2 separate regions of the Manis pentadactyla genome follow, and region 2 is linked to region 1. The links are chromatin contacts, called in public Hi-C maps. All regions are on one chromosome and are shown on one strand. The core of a region is the stretch at or near the end of the contact, and the rest is flanking DNA. Distances in the headings are between cores, read along the strand shown.

Region 1 (4,138 bases), core at 717-3,216:
AACGTCTGCGTCCAAGGGCTCAGGATCCGACTCTGAAGCAGCGATGCCAGCGTAGCAGGCAAGCGCCTGCAGGCTCTGGCGGCCGGTGAACGGGTCCAGGCAGCTGCGGTCCCTGGACAGGATGCGGATGCTCTGCAGCCAAGTGACGCGGCGCGAGGGGGGCAAGCCCTGCTCCAGGACCGAGACCAGGAGCTTCGCCAGCCTCTGTGCACAGGGAGGAGAGCGGCTCCACCAGATCTCTCTGCTGGCCCCGCCCCCGGCCCCCTGCCCTCAGCGAGCACCCACCTTCCTGTCCTCCTGCTGGGCGGCATCAAACGCGAAGCTCTGGGAGTTCTGCAGAGACCAGAGGCACAGGGGGCTCCGCTTTCCGCGGGAAGGTCCCGGCCCCATGGACGGGACCCCACGGGAGCCGACGGCCCCGCGCTCCCACCCCAACCCGCGGTCACCGAGCCCTCCCCGCCCTCGCCCTGCCACGCCCCCGCCCCGCCACCCCTCGCTCCCGCCCCGCAGCGGCCGCGCGCGCCGCACCCAGCCCCGCCGCCTCCCTGAGCCACAGCTCCTGCTCACCTCCCGGTTATAGGTGCGCAGGGCGTCCATAATCACGTCCTCCTCCCCCGTCTCCACAGCCTCCGCAACTGCCCGGGGCTCCATGGCGCCCCTGGGAAAGGCGGCGGTAAGGTGCGAGCAGCTAGCCCCGAGGCTCGAGCTAGAGTCCGCGCGCCCCTCCCAGCCTCCGCGCGAGGCAGGCCGGGACGCGAACTGGGTTGCGCGCGGGGCAGACCGGGACGCGCGTGCGCGGGGTGCCGTGAGCGGCGTCTTCTTAAGGCGGTGCGCCTTAAGGTGGCAAGACCCTAAACAGCCGCCTGGAGATTAAAGGCTTTGCCATCCACTTAGCCTGCGCCTCAAAGATGTCACTCGGTAGTGGTCCAACCTTTGGTTCTCTCCGTCGAACCGAACAGTGACCCTAGCTTCCTGGGCCGGAATTCCCGTCAGCCCCGTTCCTAGCACAAGCACACCGAAGCCGCTCTTGATGCACAAAACTAAAGGGACGTCCCGGGGGAAAGTAATCTGCAGCCCCGGAACGCTTTATTTGCTGAACTGGGATTTGAGTACCTACAGCATGCGAGGCACTGAGATGCGAATGAACAGGACCCACAGGTCCCTGCCTTTGTGAAGCTTTCCGTTGGTGGAAATAGACAGGCATACCAAGAAATAAGACTTTAGGCAGTCATAGTGCCGTAATTGAAAAAGAAAAGGAGCCTGGTGGGCTGGCAAAGGGATCCAAGGAAATGCCTTTTTTTTTCTGGGACTGGCGGGTAGGTAATGAGCCACAAAAGGATCTGGGGTAAGGTCATTCTAGTCAGAAGCAACAGTCAGTGCTAAAGTGGAAATGGCTGTGGCGGGAGGGCGAAATAGACATCATTGTTGGGGCTGACGGGAGAATGGGGAGAGGACGTCAGGATGAAGGCAAGGCCTTATCACGTGCGGCGACTTCCTAGCTGTATCCCACACACTCGCCTGGACTGTTTCCCTTTTTGAAAAGCAGAAATAACAAAAAGTTCTATTTCAGTGGGTTGTCAGGAAGCGCAAATGACACAGCAAATGCTCCAGTAGAGCGGGTAGTAGGTACAGTCCACCCAATCCGCAGCAGGCCTTACTCGAGCATCTACCCTACGCCAGGCCCTCAGTGCCAGGGTAAAGGCAAGAGGCACTGGCTCCTAACGGCCACACTCCCACCCCAGCATCTGCAGGGCTCGCTTGTCCCAGGCCCTGTACTAGACACTGATTCACTTTGTCCCGCCCACAGGAACAGGGGCCGGGTTCGCACCGAGTCCGCGCCTTAACAGCCGGTAGAGGCGGCCCCTCGTCGCGCCCCGGCACCGCTTCTCGCCTGGGAAAAGGCCTGCGAGCTCCTCTTAGGCCCCGCCGTCGCCTTTGGCGGGAATGGCGGACCACGGTGACCGTCTGCACCACGGCTGGCGAGAATAACGCTAACCATCAAGCGGCTCCTAGAGCAAATGCTTCGCCCGTCCCGAGTTAGGCGTCGGAGCGCACGTCACTTCCGTTCCCATGGCGTCACCCCAGAAGCCCTCGCGGCCAGGGCCTCGGCCGGAAGCTGACCACCCCGGGACGGAAGGGGCGGTGCCGGAAGCCCTTTGCCACAACTGCGCCACGTCCGACGAGGTGGTGGATGTGACGCTGACGGTCTCCGTTACTGTGGCAGGCACGATGGCGGACTGGGCTCGGGGTGAGCGCGGGGAAACGAAACCGGATGGCTATGGGGCCGGCCGTGGCCGACGCCACCGCCCTCAGGAGCCGCCCTGCCTCTCTGGGAGCCCTGGGCGGTAGATCAGCCGCGCCGTGCGGGGGTCGTCAGGGCCCTGCGGGGGCTCCCGTCCGGCTGCTCTGCGAAGCGGTCCGCAACGCCCGCAGTTGTTTCTCCGTCCGTTCCCCTCGAGGTCGTTCAGCCCCGGGCCACCCGGTCGACAGGGCCCCGGGAACTAGCCCTTGGGCGTGGCGGCTGCGGCCCCCAAGCTGTCCCCCAGTGCCCGGGAGCGTCGTGCATTTGCTCTCTGGGAGCTCTTCTCATCTGCCCGATGGGGTGCCGGAGCTCGCCTCGCAGGGCTGTTGTGGCCGTTAAGGAATGAACAAATTGGAAGTGGTTGGTGGGACCCTGATATTCCTTCCTTTGAATCTATCTGTACACGTCAATGCGTCCTTGGGCTGCGCCCCCATTAAATGGGTCCCGTTGAGGCGTCTGGCCTGCGGCAAACTTGCAGTCCTAATTTGGGGGAGGCGGTTCTCACCCGCGTGGTGTGACGAGTCTGGATCACCCGGCCCAGCCCTAGCGCTAGGCCATATCTCAGCAAGCATCAAGCTCTGGGTCTCTGGGCCCTGGGTGAGCGGCCATAGGCCCCGCCCTCGGAGTCGACCTCAGCCGCGATTTTGGGTGTTTGGGAGCTTTGATCGGCTTTTTCCTCCGTGGTTAATTTGTCACTTCTCAAGGACCAGTGTACAAGTCGTCCCTGAAAGGGCCTTCCTTCTACTCTTCACCCCCTGGTGCTCGTCCTGCGTCTTCCTAGGTCCATACTGGAATTTACAGGGGTTTTTTTTTTGAGAGCAGGTCATGTATACACTGATGGCGACGTCCTCAAAGCAATGGTACAGGTTCTGTCACAGTATGAGAAAGTGCTGGTTAGACTAAATCAAACCCTTTGGGTGTGTGTGTGTTTGAGGGAGCCTGCCTGTCCTGGCGTGGACGCGTACGCATACATTGTCATTCATGCAGTCTGTCAGGTGTATCAGGGCTGAAGTGTGTCCAGGCCCCCAGATGTCTGACTGGGCCAGGTGGGATGGACTGAGAACCCTGAGGCCACAAAGGCCTGACAGGCAGAGCTGAAAGGCAGTGCTTGTGGATGGATGCACCCCACCAGCGTCTTTCTTTTCATAGCTCAGAGCTCTGGCACTGTGGAGGAGATTCTAGACCGGGAGAACAAGAGGATGGCCGACAGCCTGGCCTCCAAGGTCACCAGGCTCAAATCGGTTAGTGGTGGGCCCCCTTTTACCTCCAACTGGTGCCCTGGAATGTGGATCAGAAGGAGGGTGGAGGCCCAGAAGGGTTTCAGGTAGTTCCCATCCTTGTCCCATCCGTGGCAGTGCTTACCTGTGTGGGGCCTGAGTGATACCTGGATCTCCTGACCTTGGCTGATGGCACTGTGTGGCAGAGTGGGCAGGATCTGCTGGTCTTGGGGGGATGTCTAGGGTGTCTGCCCTGGCCTGACCCTGCCCCTTCTGTGTCCTGACCAGCTGGCCCTGGACATCGACAGAGACACGGAGGACCAAAATCGGTACCTGGATGGCATGGTAAGGGCCTGCATCGTGCGTGAGTGTCATCAGCTCTGCCCTGTACCACCTGCAGTGTGGGCCCCAGCATACCCTGCAGCACCCACACGTGGGCCATGGAAGCACCGCTCCCATGTAACCAAGTCGGATTGCTCCCTCAGGACTCGGACTTCACAAGCATGACAGGCCTGCTCACGGGGAGCGTGAAGCGCTTTTCCACAATGGCACAATCTGGGCGAGACAACCGGAAGCTTCTGTGCAGTATGGCCATGGGCTTGATTGTGGCTTTCTTCAT
Region 2 (4,138 bases), core at 976-3,475, 180 kb before region 1:
AGGGATCTCTGCCTATACAGGCTGCTGGACACTGGGAAGGTAGCCCTCTTGCCCTGCTCCAATGCCACCCCCTTGGCAGAAGTAATGATTGTGCTCCCCAACCGTCCAGAAGGCCTCATGTGGGAGCTCAGGTGGCTGAACAGGAGGTGGGGCTGCAGCCCAGAGCCAAGACCCCTGGGCGAGAGCAGCTCCTGGAAGGTGCCAGAAAGCGGGTTTCGTCTTCCAGGACCCTGAACAGCTCCTGCTCACCCAGGAGTAGGCAGGGGAGGATGACTAGTCTCCCAACCTCCCCACTGGCCTGAGAGCAGAGGGAGCCTCAGAAGTGGAATTCCCACACCTCTGCCCCCTCCTAGTTGCTGAGCTAGACTCCCTGGCTGCTCAGGAAGTGAGGTTGGGGACGACTGTGGTCGCTCAGAAAGCCACAGAGACAGCTGAGAGGCCTGGTTTTGTTCCGTGACACTGGGTCACACTCTAGGTCCTGCCTTGCTTGCTGATGACGGGGGGCCTCTTTCAGAGATGGAGCAGAGCTGAAGCCTCTCCAGGGTGTGGTGGCTGTGAGGCATGCGGACTCCGGCAGGGCGGGGACAAGCTCCAGACCCGGCCCTGGTGGTCTGTGGAGCCAGGTGTCCAGGTACAGGAAGGAGAGGCAAGAGGGGCTTTGGCAAGTGGAAGGCAGGAGTGGGACTGAACAGGGAGGTCTGGCGCCCTGGCAGAGTGGCCCAGGACGTGTGGTTGTCATTGCTCTGAGCCTTTGGGAAGCAGACCCTCCCTCCACCCCATCCCAAGGACACCCTGCACCATACTTCCTTGAGAAGAGTCAGGGGCAGCCTGGCTGGGATCTTCCCTGCCCTGAGATGTTTCCCTCTCATACCCCCACTTACCGCTTTCTACCCTTCTCCTCTCACCAGATTTCCATCAGTCCTTCTGTCTTTCCCTCAAATGTGTCAAAGGTCACTGCCTCCAAGAGGCCCGCCAGGATCCCCCCAGCCAAAGGGGTAGGAGCTCCCCCTGGTTCTTTACAGCAGCACTCACCCGGACCTGATTTGCTGTGTGTGTTCACTGTCCTCACTGGAGGAGCCTGGGAGGGCTCACTCCAGCCAGTCCAGGGCTCCCCCGGCTGGATCCCCATCACCATGCCTTGCTCCCCTGACACACAAGCATCTCAGTCCTTGATCGCAGGGCTACCTAAGGCATCCCGTCCACGGAGCGTGGATCAGCTCTCCCCAACCTTCTCCCTCCCCTCCTCCCCAGCAGATGGGGAAACTGAGGCTCTTCTGGGTAGGAGATGGTGGAGGCGCGGCCCGGATGTGGCCTCTTCGGAATCCCAGCACGCAAGGCCTGGGGGCACAGGTGTCTCCGGGAGTCCACGGTTACCCTGTCACTGCCGGAGCCCGACCACATCCCCGGGCCGGCCTAGGTTCAGGGACGCTCCACGAGAGGGTCGCGCGCGTCACTGCTGACGTCACCGGGCGTCCGGGCCCGGCCGAACCGCGCCCCCTGCCCCAGTTGCGAGCCGGGAAGGGCGGCCGGGGTCCCCGGGCGAGTCTGAGCCCACGCCAGGGCCCGGCGCTGCTCAGAGCCCTCACCGCCCCCGGCTCCGGCGCGCGCCTCCCGTACCTCGCCCGTAGCCCAGGCGCTGGCGCAGCGCGCGGCCCTGGCGCACCAGGCTCAGGTGCACGTACGTGAGCCACGCGGCGCAGGTGAGGAGTACCAGCAGGAGCAGCAGCTTGATCTGCTTGCGGATCTTCTTCACCGGGAACCACGGCATCGCGGCCGCCCCGCCCTCCCGGGCCTCGCCCAGCGGCGCCGCTACGGCCCCCTGTTCCCGCGCGCCCCGCGCCGCGGCCCCCAGCCCCGCATGGCCTTTGTCCACCGCTCGCGGCCACCGGGCGCGGCCGCGAACCCCGGCTGCGCCCGGCCCCGGCCCGGGGTGGGCGGCGAGCGGCTCCCGGCGGCGCCCAGCGCCGGCCCCGCCCGGCCGCTCGGGCTCCGTGCTCCCGGGGCCGCGGCCGGACGAGCCGAGCCACGCTGCGGCGCTACCCACCGTGAACGGGCCGAGGGCCGAGGCGCCAGCCAATCGGGGCCCGGCCAGCTCCCGGCAGCCAATCCACGGCTCGGGGCGGGGCCGGCGTGTTCGGGTGTGCCCGCCACTCGTCTCCACGCAACGCGCGCGCATCCACCTGGGCGCGCCGGCCCGCGCAGCGCGTGAGCGCGGAGACTGAAGCACCGAGGGCTGCGCGGACGCGGCTGGCGGGGAATGGGGGCTACAGCGCGAGGGCGCGGGGACGGGGAGGTATGCGGACAGCGGACTGCGGCTTGGGGACTGGAGATGCGGGGGATGGGGAAGGCTGAGATGGAGGCTAGGCGGTCCACGGGACACAGGGAGGTGTAGGGGAACAGAGGACCGGGGACAGGGGTCTAGTGGGTATGCGGAGTTCTGGGGACCAGACGGGGGATATGGGGAGTTGAGGGGGACGGATGGAAGGACGCAAGGATGGGGTGGTGCTGAGAGACTTAGGGATTGGGATACAGAGCAGGGACCTCGGGTTGCTCTGAGGATGGATGGGGAGAGGTCCGGTCTTGAAAGAGGGGACATCAAGAGAGAGAGAGGTGCAGAGGACTGCTGGACAGAGGGCCAGGGCCCAGGGTGTGTAGGGATGGAGGTGGCAGAACGCACAGACTATCAGGGGGCCGGGGTGTGGGGATCAACAGGTTCCAGGGAGGTGAGGCTGGGGAGGGTCTCAAAGCACGTGGCTTCACCTGGAAGGGGGTGAGGAGCCACCAAAGGACCTTAACTTAGAGGGTCTTACCTGGCTGCCTGGTGGACAGGGGCCTCTGAGGGTCAGGTGCTCCCACTGAGGGCAGAGTGGGGAGGCAGGGAGACCACGAGTGGGTCCATGGTGGTACTGTTGCTGAGCTGGGTGTGGGGGTGTGGGCTCATCATGGATTTTCCCCACTTGGTTCCATGCTTGCCTGGGCCTCTCCACCCACTTCCCCACGTGGCTCTCTCCCCCAGTCCTCCTCTGCCCAGCTGCCAGCCCAGCTTTCCCCTTTAACCCTCCTGTCAGCGGCTCCGCTTTTTCTATTGCTGTGTAACAGATCCCCAGTTGTGGGGTGTAAAACAACTGCTGATTATGTTCACGGATTCTGTGGGTCACGAATATGGACAGGGCCCGACAGGACAGGCTTTCTCCGCTCCATGTTGTCGCAGGCCCTGGGTGCCTTAGTGGGGATGGCTGGGTTCAGCCAGGATGGTCAGTCAGAGCACCTGGATGTGGCCACTCCAGGGGATGGCCTTTGGGCTCCAGCAGGCAAAGTACCTGGTGGAGCACCGCATACCAACTTTGCCACATGCTGTCATATGCCACCCAGGTATGAGAGGAGGGGTTTCACAATTATGAGTGATGTTTACTGTTCAGCTTTTGGTAGGTGATCCTGACCTCTTCCATTCCCAGATTGTTGAGAGTTTTAATGAGTAAGTGTTGGATTTTGTCAAATGCTTTTTCTGCAACCATAAGAGCTTATTATTTTTATTTCCTTACACATATATGTGATAGATCACACTGATTGATTTTTTAAATGTTGAACCACACTTGCACCCCTGGAATAAATCCCACTTGGTGGTGTGTAAATTCATTGTTGGATTGGATTTTCCAGTATTCTGTTGAGGATTTGTTCGTGACAGATGTGGGCCTGTAGTTTTCCTTTCTTATGTCACTATCTGGTTTTGAGTTAGTGCCACTGTCAGGCCCTTAGAAAGGAAACTAAGGGTCACCTGAGATGTGACCTTTACTCCCTCTGGGACTCAGAGCCTGGGAGCACGGCAGAGGCCAGCACTGTGGGTCACCTCATCCTGCACATGGACTAATCAAGCACATTTGGGACAAATGAGGTGTGGCCCCAGCCCGTCAGCGTGTCTGTCTGATGTTACAGGGTGGCCCCCTCTGCGACAGTTGGCACAGCTGAGGGTAGCACTGCTGAGAGGTGGTCAGCAGCCATGAGTCCTGCACATCTTTGCGAAGGGCCAGCCTGCAGGGCCAGCTGTCTGAGGCAGAGTGGTTTCTGTAGCTGTCATAGATGCCACTCGGCAAATCAAGGGGACTGGGGTGGCCACCACCAAATGCTTGCTCTGGGGGAG

What was found. A called contact is a pair of places that touch in the nucleus more often than the background predicts.
Region 2: a contact with region 1 is called in a Hi-C map of fibroblasts, with 2.9 times the contacts expected there. The contact joins the promoter of B4GALNT4 here to the promoter of RIC8A in region 1. A contact is called at or near these places in 2 of 3 Hi-C or Micro-C datasets (fibroblasts and skin fibroblasts).

The regions. Positions count from the first base shown.
Region 1 is chr9:11,029,995-11,034,132 of mManPen7.hap1, reverse strand. RIC8A (RIC8 guanine nucleotide exchange factor A) reads right to left here and starts at 1,966. Exons shown (of 11, transcript XM_036927130.2): 1 at 1,829-1,966; 2 at 568-1,001; 3 at 286-333; 4 at 1-204. The coding sequence starts at 651. BET1L (Bet1 golgi vesicular membrane trafficking protein like) reads left to right here and starts at 2,027. Exons shown (of 5, transcript XR_008999120.1): 1 at 2,027-2,248; 2 at 3,452-3,543; 3 at 3,808-3,864.
Region 2 is chr9:11,205,349-11,209,486 of mManPen7.hap1, reverse strand. It overlaps B4GALNT4 (beta-1,4-N-acetyl-galactosaminyltransferase 4), which reads right to left and starts at 2,225. Exons shown (of 20, transcript XM_057506819.1): 1 at 1,618-2,225. The coding sequence starts at 2,176.